2 separate regions of the Drosophila melanogaster genome follow, and region 2 is linked to region 1. A link is a contact called in public Hi-C data. All regions are on one chromosome and are shown on one strand. Each heading gives the region's core, a stretch centred on a gene start, on an enhancer-like site or on the middle of the called end of the contact. The rest is flanking DNA. Distances are from core to core; before and after follow the strand shown.

Region 1 (7,819 bases), core at 3,557-6,056:
TGCGGTCACAAATAATTGGCCCGATGCCGCTTTGACGTTTAAATTTTATTGAATGGCAGCTGCAATTGGCAGTTGGCAGTTTGCTGGCCGAGAGTTTCCAGTTGAGTTCTAAGCTCGCTTAATTGTTCCCAATGGTTGGAACAATGGCATGGCAACAATGGCCGCCGGAAGTGGGCGCTTGTGCGGCGGTGCGGGGGCGTGGCTATGAAGCCTGCATAATTCTTTTACGCCTCATCGATGGGAGAAGCGGATGATGGGGAGAGGAATGAAAGAGCCCTGAAAAACTTGGCTAATAAATGATACCGGCCAGACATAATAATTTTCCCAACTCCCCATTAGCCTGCAAATGTGGCATGCTATGTATGGGCTCCACACACACACACGCTCGCACATACATACAAACACACATGTGCATTATTCACGCCTCATTTGGCCTTTGCCTTGGGCTTTGGGGCTAATTTGCCTTTAAAAGTGCGACAGCATTTTACGCTTAATTTGGCATTGATAACATTTCGCCCAAGACACCTGTTGTATACGTGTGTGTGTCTCTGTCGATTTGTGTGGGTTTTCCGGCATTAGTATGCGTGTGTGTGACCCTAAAAGCGGCCTACACATTTTTCAACTCACAGTCAACTCACAAAAGCACTTCAGCTGGAAAAAAAAAAAAACAGCAGCAACAATCATAACAATAATCATAACAAAATGTGAGAGACAGTCTGAAGTGGCTCCCCTGTACAGTAACCCCTCGTCGTTTAACGACCCAAAAACAAGTCCATCGTAATAGTACAGTGGAACTAAGTCACGCGTAAATTGTTTAAATGTCTGTTGGTTGTAGATGTCTAATAAAGTGCGCACGAAGATAAGTACGTTTTAAAGTGTGAAAGGTAATTTATTTTAGCTAAAATTATATCTTGTTAGGCATGATTATAATTTTGTTAAAGGTAAAGCTAAACTTTTTTAAATATATTACTCAGCTGTTAGTCCCACTGTGCATAGAATAAGGAATCTGGCATGCTGACATTGATACCTCGCCGGTGCGTGCTGCTAAAATTTTATGATGTGGGCCAGGCGCACTTACACCCAACCCCTCCCCCCCAGATTTTCCACTCGCCCCTCGCGGAGCTTTCCGCTGGGAAATGGGCCGCCCAGGTGACGGCAAATTGATGCTGTTATTGTCAACGGGCGACGTCGTCTCCTTGGTCCTTCGTCCTTAGGGGGCGGAAAAGTGCCAAAATGCCAAACGCTGTCAACTGTCATTTGGGGGCCTCCCTTATCGACGTCCCTTACGGAATTTCGGAATTTCCACATTTCCACTGTGTCATGTCAGTTGGCCATAATCATTGGCATTCATACATAATGGACTCATTGATATTCGCTGGCAACAACAAAAGGTCAAGTGGCTTTTCCCCGCCCCGCTGCGCCACACTGCCAACTCCCCGCCCAAAACTGCGACTTTATTGTTGTTCTCTGGTTGGGGTCATAACGGTAATTGCCAACAAAACGAGTGATTAACTTGACAATACGCTCGCACGCACACATGGCGGTCCATCTGACACCACCGGCCACGCCCACAGCCCGTTGGCCCTTTGACCTTGCCCATGGGCAGTCCGCCCCTCTCAGTTTTCCAACCCAAATGCACTTGCATCCCAAGCGTGTGTGTGTGTGTGTGTGTGTGTGTGAGTGGAAATGTGTGACTTTGACACGGCACACTGGCACAATGGCATACAATGGGAAAAGCTATGCAGAGCGGGAAAGCTAGAGAGGAAATGTGCTGGCAGGTCAAACACGAGTGCCAAGCCAAGCCAAGTCAAGTCAAGGGGACAAATTTCAGCGTATGTGGCTGGTCATGGAGTAAGCATTTAAACCGACCATTAAATAATGCTGCCGCCCATAAAAATATCCCCACAAAGCGAGCTGGAAAACCGCAGACTAACCGGAAAAATTAGTGCGGCAAGCTAAGAACATTAAAGTAAAGTAAAAAATTACATTTTACTATCAAGTGTGTTCGCTTAAATGGTACTTCACGAACATTTATTTTACGATATATTTGTGAAAGACAATAACGCAGAGGAAAGCAAATAAGTTTTAATTTCGACTAAAATGTTGCCTAATCAATTCCTTGAGGAAAACCAACACAAAAAAGTTAAAACTTCATGCAATTTATTGTGGATGTAAAAAATGCATGCTTTTTTGCAACTGAATTTGAATTGAAATTTGAATTTTGTATTTTTGCAATTTTATCTCAAACTTATTGCACTCTGCTGGCTGGTTTTCATTTGCAGGCCAATTACGATTTGTTGGGGCCATCATTTATGCAGCATTATGCTGCATTATTAACCGATTCAATTATTAAGTGAGCTCTACTGCAGCCGGCCATCAGCCGGAGCCATTAATTATTCGTGGTGTGTGGAAACAAAAACGATTTGCCCCTTAATTGCCGGCTGAGTTTCACTCGCTTTTCCTCACCTGTCGACGCTAAGCCCCCACACCCCCCTACAACCCTTCAATTTCGCTACCTCTTTCTTTCTTCCTGCGCTCCATTTCAAATGTCCGTGAGGCCAGCAGGCAAATCACTCAAAGGGGATCAGCAAAGGCTCGCTTTGATTTCCAGACCCAACAAATTATTGAGCAGACAGCCGGAGGGATGGAGGTCTTGGAGGGGCGGAAAAGCTTGGAAGAGTCGTGAAAAGGGGGAAGAAAAATCAGGGGTAAGGCGACTGAGATTGGCAGGCGATTGAAAGAAGTCGGACTAAACAAAAAACAAAAAACAAAAAAAATGGTACAAACAAGAAAAACAAAGTTTGCACTCTCACCAGATTGGCCGAAAATGTGTTGAAGGAAATTCGGAAGAAAACTATTTCTAAAATATTTAAAGCGGTTAAAGGTTCAGGTTTTGTTGGCTAGCTCACCAGATTGGGTAAACATGCAGATTTTCGACAAATTTGTTGAAGATTTTATTAGGTGTTTTATTTGGAGCTTTTTATGTTTTCTTACAAGTCTTTGCATAAGATTTTTAAACAGATCGCTAACATTTCTGTGCTTATTTTATTTGTATAGACCAAATTAATTAAGGTTTTCTAGATTATTTTCGCAATTCTTGCAAAGGTAATATCGTAGCATTTTCTAAGAACTTTTGCACTTAGTTTCGGTAAGTTCATAGGTTGTAAAACCATCTTATCAAAGGCTTATCGTTGTGTATATCCCCATTGCAATGGGATTCTTTGAATTTAATTTTCTGCCGGTGGGCGAGCATAAACGAAGCCAAAATGCAAATGAAATTCGTTTATTTAATTTGGCCTACCTAATTCTACAGCCGTTTGACAAAAAACCCACTCGCTTTTCCCTTTTTCCTTGCCATGCCATGCAACACACACAACACTCGGTTGCAGGTGCAGTGGCATGCGTGACGAGAGCAGGAGTCAAAGTTTTCCTCATTTTCCAGCCCCTCAGACGAACGTGCAACTTTGTGGCTTTTCAACGCCTTGGACCTCTAAATCTGCCGCCCATTTTCCAATTTTCCGTGTGTGTGTGTGTGTGTATGAGTTTGTCTTTGAAGCAGTTAGAGGCTAAATTAAAATTACAACTTTTCGACTTGCACGTTGACGATGTTGCTGCTTTGCGTGTGCCCCCAAAAAAAAGACAGAAGAAAAAGGGCAAAAAAAAAAGGAGGAAAATAAAAGAAAGCAAGCGAAAGGCTGCCTAATAAAATTGGCCCAAGTACGTTTTGTAAAAATGCCAAAAATTTGCTTGAGAAAATTTCCAACTTCCGGCACGAACGAAGTCGAGATGTTGTAGTATTTGTAGAAGTTTCCGTGTTTGTTTGGTGAGATTCGCATGCAAAACATGTGTAAAATTGAAGCATCGACTGACCGAGAAAAAAAAAAAGGAGTTGGGTGTTTTTCCTCCCAGCTTTTCCTTGGCTTTTCCTTCGGCCGAATGTGGACGTGCCAACGTCATCGTCATTGGCCACTTTGGTCAAGTCTTTTTAGTGTTTTCTGTTCTTTTCTTTTTCCTGATTTTTTGCCTCCTGGCCAAGATATGCTTGGCTGGTCAAATTTAATAGCAATGCGATTTGATTTCCAAGTGTCTTCAGTGCCTCTGATTCCAGGATTCTGATTCCGATTGCGAAGGCGATTCTGCAGTAAATGCACATAAAAAGTGATGACAGGCCAGTCCCCAAACAAAACGAAATTAAATGTCCAGGCATACCCGAACTCAAATTGGACATTGAAGATAGCATTCATATTTTATAATTATTTTAAAATACGGCTTATACTCGTATTACCTTGCAAGACTTACTTCCACTTTAAATTTTAAACCCACATTTAATTCCCATATCGTTGAGCCAAAACTTGCAGATCCCAATCCTCTTTGTGTGAAATAAATAAGCCACAAGGTCGTGGCTTTGGCCAACACACAAACACACGCCGATGGAATGGTAAAAAAAAAATTGGCATAATTTCCTTTGGCTCGGCAACAAATCAAGAGCGTTCAAGGTGCTGTGGCCACATTAGCGCCACCTGTATGCGCTTAGATGAACTAGCAGACGCTTTCATTTTCCTTTCTTCCGGAAAATGCGAAATGTAATTTTCAGTGGGCTGGCTGAAAAATCAGCAGACATCGATTTCTTGGGTAGCAAACCAAACGAAGTGAAACTGAAACGAAAATAAATGCCAATGGCTCATTTATCATGGCCAGCACATGCACACACACACACATACACACAGGAACACACTACTGGCTTACACACACAAGCACACATGCACACGCATACGGTTGCCCCTTTAGGCCCTTGAAAACGGTAGCATACTTTGCAACGGTTGCCACAGGAAAAAACCTCGGAGAAAAATGTGCCGCGCAGCTAATGAAGAATGTGTGTTCTTCGACGACGCTGCGGGAAACTTTGCACCACCATCCTGACACCACCCACTGAACCACCGACATCCACCCAACCACAAAAGGGCACCCTTAACCCCTTGCCGACCCAAACCATTTAAGCACCCCGTCCCTGGCGTAATGATGATTTCGAAAGAATTGCAAATGTTTGGCCAACAGTTTGTGGGACTCCCGTTGGGAGATATTCAAGGTCTCCCCTTAAAAAACCCCACTTTTTCATTCATTCCACACCCGCTGCTTATTCACATTCGTTTTTATTTTTTGTTACTGAATGTGGGGGAGATGAAAGTTAACTGCATTATGAGTGGCCCCTCAAGGTGAAAGGAAAATCCGATTGCAGTGCAAAGTGAAAATTCATTCGGAAAACATTAGCTTAAATCGAAGCGATGGCATGTTTGTGTCTGTGTGTGAAATGTAATTTGAATAGCCTGACATAACAAGTGAATAATAATTCGAGTTTACCATGGAAACAGTTAAAAACTAATCTTAGAACCCTGAAAATATCATATCATATATTTCGTGATATATATACAATATTTTTATCGCACAAAATGCAATGTTTGAAAGCTAAAAGCAAATTCACGAGCTCTTTTCGAATCCTTCGAGATTTCTTTGCCTCTATGAACACTCACTTGCAAGGCGACTCTAATGAATACAAATGAATACACCCAGCTTGGATCCTTCAGCTGTTGAGCCCTCGAGAGTTCTTCTTCAATACTCTTCAGTGTCTAAACCAAAGTTGAGGATAATAAAGGATAAGTACTGGTAGAGAAGATGTCCAGGAATGGACTCAGTCTGCTGCATATCTTGTATTTGAAAGTCTAAGAAATTAAGCTTAACTAATTTTAATAAAGATTGCTGATGGCCGATCTTAAATAAACTAAAATTTTTTTTTTAAAGATTTTTGTTATGCGAACTATGCTTAAATCTGCATTTTAATTGCTAACTTATTTTCTTTTAAAATTAATTTTTGTAATCCCAATTCAGCTTCTTTAGTTGACAAAATCGTGAAAACTAGCGATTTCAGTTACCCTGTGAAAATTTGAAGCTGCAACACGCTCACTGCCCATTTTAAATGGCAACAGCCGAAAAGTGAACAGCAATTGGCAGCAGCCACCAATTCAGGAGAGGCTTCACAAAATGGAAACAGAAGTGCTGTGAGAGGGGGGGTAGAGATGCTGGTGGAGAAAGCAGAAGAGTAGCTAGTGAAAGTAGCAATTGGGGGCAACAATGGAGAGTGGGGAGTGCTTGAAGTTTGTGCACCCAGTTCCACTTAGACTAATTAACTGCGCCGTCACTTGGCTGCTGCTACGCTGCCCTCCCTGTCCGTCCTTTCCGCTGTCCGCTTGTCCGTTCGTCCTTCTGTCCGTTCGTCCGTCCGTCGGAATTTCCGGCTATCAAAAGTGCACCAGGGCAAAAATGTTGCAAAAATTGTGGTTGAGCCTAGCTCTCAGTTTTCTTCTCCTGGGAATTTGGCGAGTTAAGGCGCAAGGCTTACATTGGCCCTTAGTTTAAAAAAAACAGGAAATATACTTTTAAAACTTTATTAATGTGATTTTTTATAGACTCTTTTATATTATTATTATTATTGCATTTTTAATTTTAAAGATTGTATAAACTAAAAAACTCTTTTTTATTAATGCAAATAATTTTTTGGTAAGATTTTCTTTTTTTTGGCAACCGAAATGAGAGCAATGGAGTTAGATGCTCTTCGCTAGAGCTAGCTGCTACTTTCTCCTGGTGCTTTCTCTCTGCTGATGCTGCGGTCATCCGGTCACTCAGTGGTGCAGCTGCAAGTGAAGCCGGAGACAGTCGAGCAACATCATTAAAAGTCCGGGAAAGTGGGAACGTTGGGAAAATGACACCAGAAATGAGCCCGCTTAACTTTTCACTGCTTGCTCTTTTGCTGGCCATTTGGCAGTGGCAATTTGAGTGCCTTTCCCACCTGCCAGAAGTTGGGGACTGGATCGTTTTTGGGGAGTAACTGCTATATCCACAGATTCGGGGCACATCTATGGATGCAGGCGCCCCCAAGTATGCAGCACAACATTTTTAGGCAGGCAGGTAGGCAGCAGCAGCAGCAGCAGCAGCACCACCACCACCACCACCACCACCACCACCACCACCACTAGCAGCAAAAGCTTCATTTTCCAGAGGATTTTCATTGTCCTTTTCCCCGTGTGGTTGTGTCTGTGTAGTTGTGTAACCCAAATGAGTAGAATGTGTAAAAGGCAACTTGACAATAATGAGTGCACCAGCAGTAACAGCAGCAGCAACAAATACTTGCCGAAGTTTAAGTGCAAGAAAGGTGGGCAAAATGAGGAGATCCTGGGGCGGCAGGATGCCAAGTTACTGCTCTCGGAAGCAAACAAGCAATGTCAGTCAGTTGTTCAGCTATTTTTGAGCACTGAAAAAATTAAGTCGGCAACTTGAGTACTAGGGAAATTAAATAAATTTGAATATAATATACTGAAAGAAAAAGTTCTGAATGTTTTCAAAAATTATAAAATATTCTTGGTTTTAATTTTCATAACTTACTCCTTTTTTCCACATCTGCATACAAACATTTACCTCTGTGGCCAAAGGCAACAAATCAGTGTCAGTGGAAAATTTACGCTTTAACCTGACGGTCTTCCCTTTCGCTCTCTCTGCTTCTGTTTCTTTCTCTTTCTTTTTAGAGGCGACAGCAAAACTTTTCCTAATAGTTAAGTTCAACCTTTTTTTGGCTACTCATTTTCCCTAAGCTTTTCTTCGTCTGAGGTGCGTTTTCTTTGGCCGCTGTTATATTTTGTGTTTTTTTTCAGGCTCTTGTTTTGTTTATTTGTGGGCTTAGCGAATGAGAAACTCTGGCGGAGAACAGATCCCCAAAGACTAAGCCTCACCACCTGTTGCCAAATGGCAGCTCCATTCCTCCCGATTTCTC
Region 2 (7,819 bases), core at 2,948-5,447, 680 kb after region 1:
ATCATCATCATCAGCGCCATCATCATCATTACTCCACTTCCCAAGCACACGAGACGACTTCTGAAGGCGATGTGCTGGCAGGTGCTGGCGAACAATTGACACGATTTCAATGCTCTATCAATTGAATTCGCTCTTAGAGAACTTCGATTTATGACTGATAACCATTTTACACTTATATTTGCTTATATACTCATTATTTTCCTGCTTGATTACAACCCAAAAGAATGCAATAACTACTCACATAAGACTTCACGATCCCGCATGCTGGGGTTCCGCAGAATTGTGGCCACTTTAGGTCGATTGTTGGCCTTGCCATTGCCATTGCCATTGTTGAGCTTGTGGTGTCCAGCACCATTCCTGTTCGCCTTGAGTGTGTCCTGGTTGCAGCTGCCATTGCTGCCGTCTTTGGTGCTTTGTAGTTCCTCGACAATAGTGTCGTCCTCTGAGAGAGCGGGTCGGCACTTGGACAGATGAATGGTGTCCGAATTGATGGTGGCGTCTAAAAGAGAATCAATATAAAAATAATTGGGAATATAACTGGTATATATATATATATATTGCTTACCATCGTGGGGCAGGAAGGTGTCCCATTGGGAAGAATCCCAGGGCTCCGAGAAAATGGTGCCATCGTCGGACTGCGCCGAATCAATGCCTCCGAACGAGTTCTGGCAGAAGACGTTGTCGTAGGAGGAGAGCCGGCAACCGATCTGGCTCTGGAATGACTTTTGGCTACCATCGCACCCGACTCCCGCCTTATCCTGTCCCAGGACATGCGGCTGCAGTGCGGCCGTTTGCGGGGGCGTTGAGCAACGTACCAGCTCTGGCAGATTGAGGTCGGGCAATCGATTGGCAATGATCTGATGAATGGTCAACGTTCGTTTCTTTCCCTGCCCATCTGCACGGCTATCGCGGCCCAGCGAATTTTCCTTCTCCTGCCAATCGATTGCTGCCGTATCGTAATCCCCGCCAGCATGACTGCCCGTATCCTGCTTGGCCATAAACTCCCAACTGCTGTCCAATTGCCAGTGATCGATGCGATTGCGTGCCCGCTTGGTGGGCTGCTGTTGTTGTTGGGACTGCTGTTGCTGCTGGGAAACCTTCGGTTTGGGCTTTAGTTCGTCCAGGCTGCCAGCTAACTTCTCCAGATCGCTGGGCTGCAGCATTGCACCATTGCCGGATCCTCCGAAGCCCGCTTTAAGTGGTTCCGAGTGTCTTTGGCTGGCGTGTAACATTTGACTGCGATGCTGGCGACGCAAGATGGCCGTGGCTGCGCTGGTCAGGCCCGCCTGACGCAGTGCATCCGCTGGTTCCGCATAAAACGGACTGCCTTGCTTGCTGCGACTGGCTCCGTTGGCTTGTCCTTCGGCCGTGGGCGTGGTATCGCCACCATCGTCCTCCGCCGCCGTCATGGATTTAGTCATGGCCACAGGGGGCACCTGTCCCGAAAGATTTGGCAAGAGCAGGCCGGCTCGAGAGCGAGCTGGCACATCGCCGGAGAACTGAAGCAGAGATTGACTGGAGGATTCGTTGGGTGTGGCAGTGGTTTCCTCCTCGCAGGGCGTAAGGTGAGATTGCTGCGTCGGTGTTGGAGTGCTCGCTGAAAAGAGGACGGAACAAATGAATATTTAAACAAGAAAACACAATCGAAGCGAATAAAAAACGTACGAGTCTCGGCCAGCAGATCTGGCCGTCGGTTCATCACACCGCCCACCGTGTCCAATGCCGGGCGGAAACTGGTCAGCAGGCTGGCCCGATCGCTGGGATCGTGCGACCAGACGTCCTCGTAGTCGCTGATCTTGTCGCTTAGCGCACTGGCGCAGTACTGCATCGGCGGGCTCTCGAGGATGTCCGACTCCTTGTAGTGCTGCGACTCCTTGCCCGCTCGCGACTTTCGGGATTTGCCGCCGCTGCTGCTGCTGCCGCCACTGGGCGTTAGCGGTGTCATTGGTGAGGTGAGCAACTTGCGGGCCGGCGGCGGCCAGCGACTATCGTTAGAAGAGGATCCCTGCGAGGACAGCGTGTCCTTACACTCGCCCTCCGGCGACAATCGCTTGGCGAATGTCTGAAAAGTGCTCGCCTGGCCGTTGAGTAGGGCATTAAAGGGATTACTGGCCGCCGGCGTAGTAACCTCCACGAATTTTCCATTACCATTACCAACCGTCGGTCCACTACCGCCGCCACCTCCGTTCTCCATCGAGAAGGTAACCGTGGTGGTTACCGTAAAATTGCCATTGGCACTTCCATTCTGATCCGGAGAATGGGGCTTTGACCAGCGCAGTGGTGGTGCCGGCGGCTTGAGATTCAACGTATTTGGTGGCTTCGGTCTCTGTGGACGCACTTGATCTACTTCCGGCGCAGTTTGGGCCACTTTAAAGGTGCTCAGCTGTTGATCCACAACCGATGGGCATAAAGGTGCCATGGGAGCACCCGTCGAACCGGGCAAATAATGCCCAGGATTGTCCACTGGCGACATGGTGAGTATTACCGAATCTACAGAATTCGGACTCAGCAGCTGCATATGTTGACCTCCGCTGGTGGTGAAGGAGCTAAGGCTCGAATTTGTCGTATCGGATGGAGTGCCCGCCTGGCTAAAGAAGCCCAGCAATTGACCACTTCCGGTGGGACTGAAGAGACCACCACCCGGCAGTGGCGGTGCTCCAGTGGGCGGTGGCTTCGACACAGTATCGCTAAAGAAGGTGGCAGTGCCAAGACCACTGGTTTCCGTTAGTGAGAGCGGCGATTTTGCATCAAGCAATTGCTGATCCTTTGACGGAGCCACCGATGGCGTTAATGGACCCAAGAGAGCCGGACTGCTCACATAGCTCCAGAACTCCTGACCCAACAGGGCCAGCGAACTCAGCTTCTTTCGATTGTTCGCCTCGCGCAGGACACGTGGCAACATCAGCTGCACCGGCAACTCATCGCAACATTGGGCATAGTGGGCAATTAGCGAAGGTATCGATCCGAATGTGAATCTCGAGCTCTCCAAACTTAGGACATTATCGTGCGACTGGATGAGATAATGCTCGATGTAGGGTCCTGTATCCTGGGGCAATCTCACCGAAACGGCCATTGTATTCGGCTGGCTAGAACCACGCACTATGAAGGTCTGCAATTAAAAATAAAATGCACAGATTAGCAATGAGTCTTAATGGTTTTACTGTTTTTTAAATCATTTATTAATTTAAAACACCGACATTCATTTCTTTGCATTCGAGGATTTAAGTTTCCATTTTAAGGCAAAGTTTTTAACAAAACTTTGGTTGCACATTGCCTGAAAGCACATATATCAACCATAAGATTTCACTGCCAACCCACAGGCTATAGATCAAAAATATTCAGTGTTATCTTTTCATTTCTTTCGAGGTGGTTTAAGTCCTTAAGTGAGTCTTTTCCCTGTGACTGCGCGTTAAATGTTGCGTTCACAATTCGCCCATGAATTCCCACTTATGGATGATAAATCGTACCCTACTTCGCCCTCCCGCCTTTCTTTCCATTCTTGCAACAATGCTTTTTCTCCACTGGTTCTCGTTATTTTTCCCATGCCTTGCCACTTCTTGTTGTCGGCAAAAACTTTGCAGACGCTGCGACAAATCGCGTTGAATGGTAAATGGGTAATGCCTCTTTAGTCGCCAAAACCTGGTCAAGTCTGGCCAAGACCAGGGCCAAAATTCAGCCCTGCTAATCGCCATTGAAAACTTTCATAATGAGCGTTTAACTTAAAGGCATACACTTCATGGAATCGAATTCTAAAAGAACTCGTACTTATAGAACTAATAAATGCCTACATCTTGTATTTCTTCAAAAAGTCTGTAAGAAGCCATCAAAATCTGCCGTTTTAAAGAAAAATATTATATTAGTCCAGTGCTTATGCCCACAGCACTTTCGTTACCCTGCATTTTAAAATTGCTCCCTTTTTTATAATTCTTTCAAACGCAATTTTATTATAATTTCCATTCATAATCTTTCTCCAATCAATTTTATAAAGTTCTGAGCTCCACTTCCATCTCCTCCACCTGACTACCAGAAATTCAAGAGGAATTAAAAAGCGACAACAAATTCGAGAAGGGAGAGGGCTGTATGTTCTTAAGTGTTTTCACTCAGTCTACAAAGATTCACTTTCTGCGATTTACAGATTCTCCCCGTCTGTCTTCTTTGCTGGCATTGTTGTATTTGCTTTTCAATTTCATCGCAGCAACCCTAAAAGCATGCAATTATATATGTACACACACCGACGCATACTACATATATAATACGTATGTATATAGTTATATAATTTTTCTTCTTCAGATTTCAATAAATGCCAACTGCGTGGTGGGGGGGATGGAAAATTCGGGGGGAATTTGTGCACCCTGTGGCGTTGTTTATGATTTCTGTGCGAGTTGCGCACAATTTTTCAATAAGCAGTTGAAAGAAGATGATAAAAACTCATGAATCGGGTGGTTTTTCATTCGTTTGGGGGTGAGGTTGCATCATTTTAAAGCATACTTTTCAGCTACTACATCTGCTTTTGATGCTATCATCCAAGGAGAGAAAAAAAAAACCGAAAAAGGTATATGGGGCGAGGGTCAAACATTTTATACTGATTTAATAAGGCGGTCGCACAATGGGGGCGTGGCCATCGTGCTTGACCATCAAGGAAATGCAATTTATAGGAAACACAGACGACACAAACGAGCGTAAAAGTTCCTTAACAGGCTGAAAGCCAACCAAAAGTGGACAAAAGGAAAACTTAATAAAAATCCAAGACGGCAAGGAAAAAGGAAAGCCATTGCAAGGAGAGTCGGAAGATAATGCACAAAGGTTGCCAAGGATGCGGGCTGTAAAAGATGAATACGATGCGTTCCGGAGTTTTAAGAACTTTGGAAATTAAAACAATAGGCATTATAATTAAAAGTCATAAGAAATGAGTTTAGCTTTTCAATTTCAAGATTGGAAAACTGCATATGAAGAAAGACATTTTTTTTGTATTAAAAAATATATATATATATTTAAAAAAGAGCATACACTTTTGTATCGCACTGTACCATCGTGTGTGTCTCGGCAGTGCCTGCATTTTATTGGCTTGAATTGACAAATTTCATTTGGGTGGCGAACAATAAAAGGGCGTAACGGCATTTGCAATTGACGACAGATCAGATCAGTTATATATGTACGACCGTATGTAAAATGTTAAATGATACGCTGAATATAGACGCATGTACATATGTATGTAGATATATAGTGCACTTTAAAGTGATGCATTAGTTGAAGGTGCAAACCAGACAGGTGGATGTGCTCGTAAGTAGTCGCACATATACATACACATTCACCTGTGTGTTGTACACCTGTCACAATGGCTCTTCGTCAGCCATTTCCAGTTCCATTTCCTCGCTGCACTTGCATTTCCCATTTCCAACAACATTTACATTTCGCTAGCTGGCCATGGCTCTTTGCAGGCTTTTAGCCATCGTCTGGCGCAACAAGGAAGGCCTAGAAATGCACACTCTAGTTCATTGACTCACAAAAAAAAAGTGTGGCAACAAAGTGTTGGCGAAATGGGCAACTGCAAGTGTATAATCTTAAAAGAAAAAAAAAACAATGCAATGTCCTTAAAAGAATGCTGATACTCCTAGATAGACTTGCATATCCCTAGTAGAACTAAAAGTTAAAAAAATGAATAAATTGGACAGTTCGAAAGTCGCCTCTATTTTGTCCAAGTGTAATCTCCCAAAAGGATCTAAGGAAAGGGTGTGATTATTTTTGGTCTGAATACGGTGGATGCATCGTTAGGCTTCAACTCTTCCCCGCAAATTGCATTTCACTTGCACTTTTCCACTTGCCAACAGACTGATGGATGCGGTTTGGTTTGGTTTTCGATTTGTTCTGCTCGCCAACCGCAAAAGACAGTTAACAGTTTCATTTCCGTGTTTGCAGCCACTGCATTTTCAATTACACAAGGATCTATGTGAGTGTCCTTGTGGTTTGGGCCAGAAATGTCGTAAATTTAAACGTTTTTATTGACCATTAAGTACGGGATATCAAATTGTTTGTTTAAGGAAGAGAATTCAATATCCCACACAGTCTAATTAAATTTTATATAAGGGAAACATTAAACTTGCATTATTGCCCACCTTATATAATGCTTGGTAATTTCTATTACAATTAATTGACAGTTAAAATAGTTGCATAATCGATTCATGTTGCATCTGCTATTTTATGTGGTTTATGTCATCAATTAAATCAAATCCATCTATATTTCCCTCGATTCCCTAACCAATTTCACTTTCTATTTGCCGTACGTTGTGTCCTCTTTCCAAATCCCAGCTGTTATCCCATTCTGTCGGTAATCATTTATCTCTTTGCATTTATTTCGCATTTAATTGCATGTAAATTATTGTGCATTGGGCAGCACATGGCAACGAATGTTCGCACCTCCTGCCCCACCGAATTGAGTCAACTCTGGCCACCCCACCCACACGCTTTCAAAACACCAAAGCCCATTCCAATAGCGTTTCCCTGGATTCCCTGCGGCGTTGCAAATCAGACACAACACAGTACACACACACACACACACACACTCTATCTCTCTCTCTCTCTCGAAAATAACGATTCGTCGCATTTGCACCCATTTCCGGTATACGATGCCCAATGCCCCTTTCTCCTGGGAGGTAACAACATTTCCGGTTTCCATTTCTCGTCGCGTGCCTTCGGGGCTGCATTTCTCCTCTCGAAATGTCCGCAGTGCCCAGGCCACTCCGCCTCCAATTTCATTGGGCTCAATCACCATCTTCATCCATGGCCAAGTCACCCCTTTTTTGGCCAGATCACAATGCGCAACGTGTCGCAGCTGCTGCCTGTCTGCCCTCCATCCCAATCTTTCGATTTCGCCCTGCCTGTTTGTGGTTTTGGCCATCGGAATCGAAAGTGCAGCCGTTGCCAAGTGCCAAAACACGGAGAAATATACTCAGCACGTTGCCAAATAACATACTTTATATTAACTCGGAATAAAGCGATGAAATCAACTGGGAGTTTTTCCGAAGAAAATGGTCCCAAATATGTTGATTATGTTGTTTAGCAAAAAAAAAATGCGGTCAAAAAAATGTACTATGTGGCTTTTTACCACATTTAGTTAGTTTATTTCATTGAAAAAATACAAATACTTTATTATAAACTTATGAGTTTATTTCGCCAAGATTTGCTCAGTGCCATCGCAGGATGTCTGCTTTCTGGTCGGCGTAATCAAGTTTTGGCCCGCAAATAAACTCGTCGTCGAGTCGTTGGACTCGTTCAAGCGCCAAGTCTAGTCTATAATCATGAAATCATGCCACAAATGTTATGCCCAGCAGCAACTACATGGCACTGCCCACTTTCCCTGTCCCTTCAAGTTTCCCCCCTTCCTGTCCAGCTGTCTATCAATCATGACGCCATCAAAATGCTTGACAACAAATCTTGACTGCTTAATGGTCATGGATAACGACGAAATGGATTGGAAAGGCTGCCAAGCCAACTGCAGCCGAGTGGAATGGAGTGCAGCAACCAGGGAACTGGGATCTGAATCCGTATCTGGACCCGAGATTCCTGTCCTGGTGTCGTGCCAGATGGCCAATGAGCTCATCTAAAAGGGGCAGCACTTAAAGGACGAAGGAATGGTAATGGAAGTGCAATTACCCCCCCCCCCCCCCCTGAATGCAATGTGCATTGGCCGGATTAGATGTGCTACTTGAGCGGTGGATTAGGCTGCTTCAAAGCTCCCGGATGACCGGAGAAATTTATTCAATTAAAGTAGAAAGCTTCGAGGGAAGGCAGACAGTAACTTAAGTTGCAAGAGGCAGTTATC

What was found. Hi-C and Micro-C count contacts between places; a contact is called where the count stands out from the background.
Region 2: a contact with region 1 is called in a Hi-C map of the Kc167 cell line, with 2.9 times the contacts expected there. The contact joins two enhancer-like sites.

The regions. Positions count from the first base shown.
Region 1 is chrX:9,818,050-9,825,868 of dm6, forward strand. All of the region lies in intron 2 of CARPB (Carbonic anhydrase-related protein B), which reads left to right. Among named protein-coding and RNA genes, the nearest start is that of CARPB, 39 kb to the left of the region's middle. Within about 2 kb of position 4,807, at least 2 of the 39 cell types and tissues checked have an H3K27ac peak or open chromatin away from gene starts, as enhancers often do. A contact at or near this core is called in the Kc167 cell line, where this site is marked.
Region 2 is chrX:10,496,549-10,504,367 of dm6, forward strand. spri (sprint) reads right to left here. Exons shown (of 11, transcript NM_001272487.1): 7 at 1,666-3,109; 8 at 566-1,597; 9 at 242-499. Among named protein-coding and RNA genes, the nearest start is that of CG32687, 13 kb to the left of the region's middle. Within about 2 kb of position 4,198, at least 8 of the 39 cell types and tissues checked have an H3K27ac peak or open chromatin away from gene starts, as enhancers often do. A contact at or near this core is called in the Kc167 cell line, where this site is marked.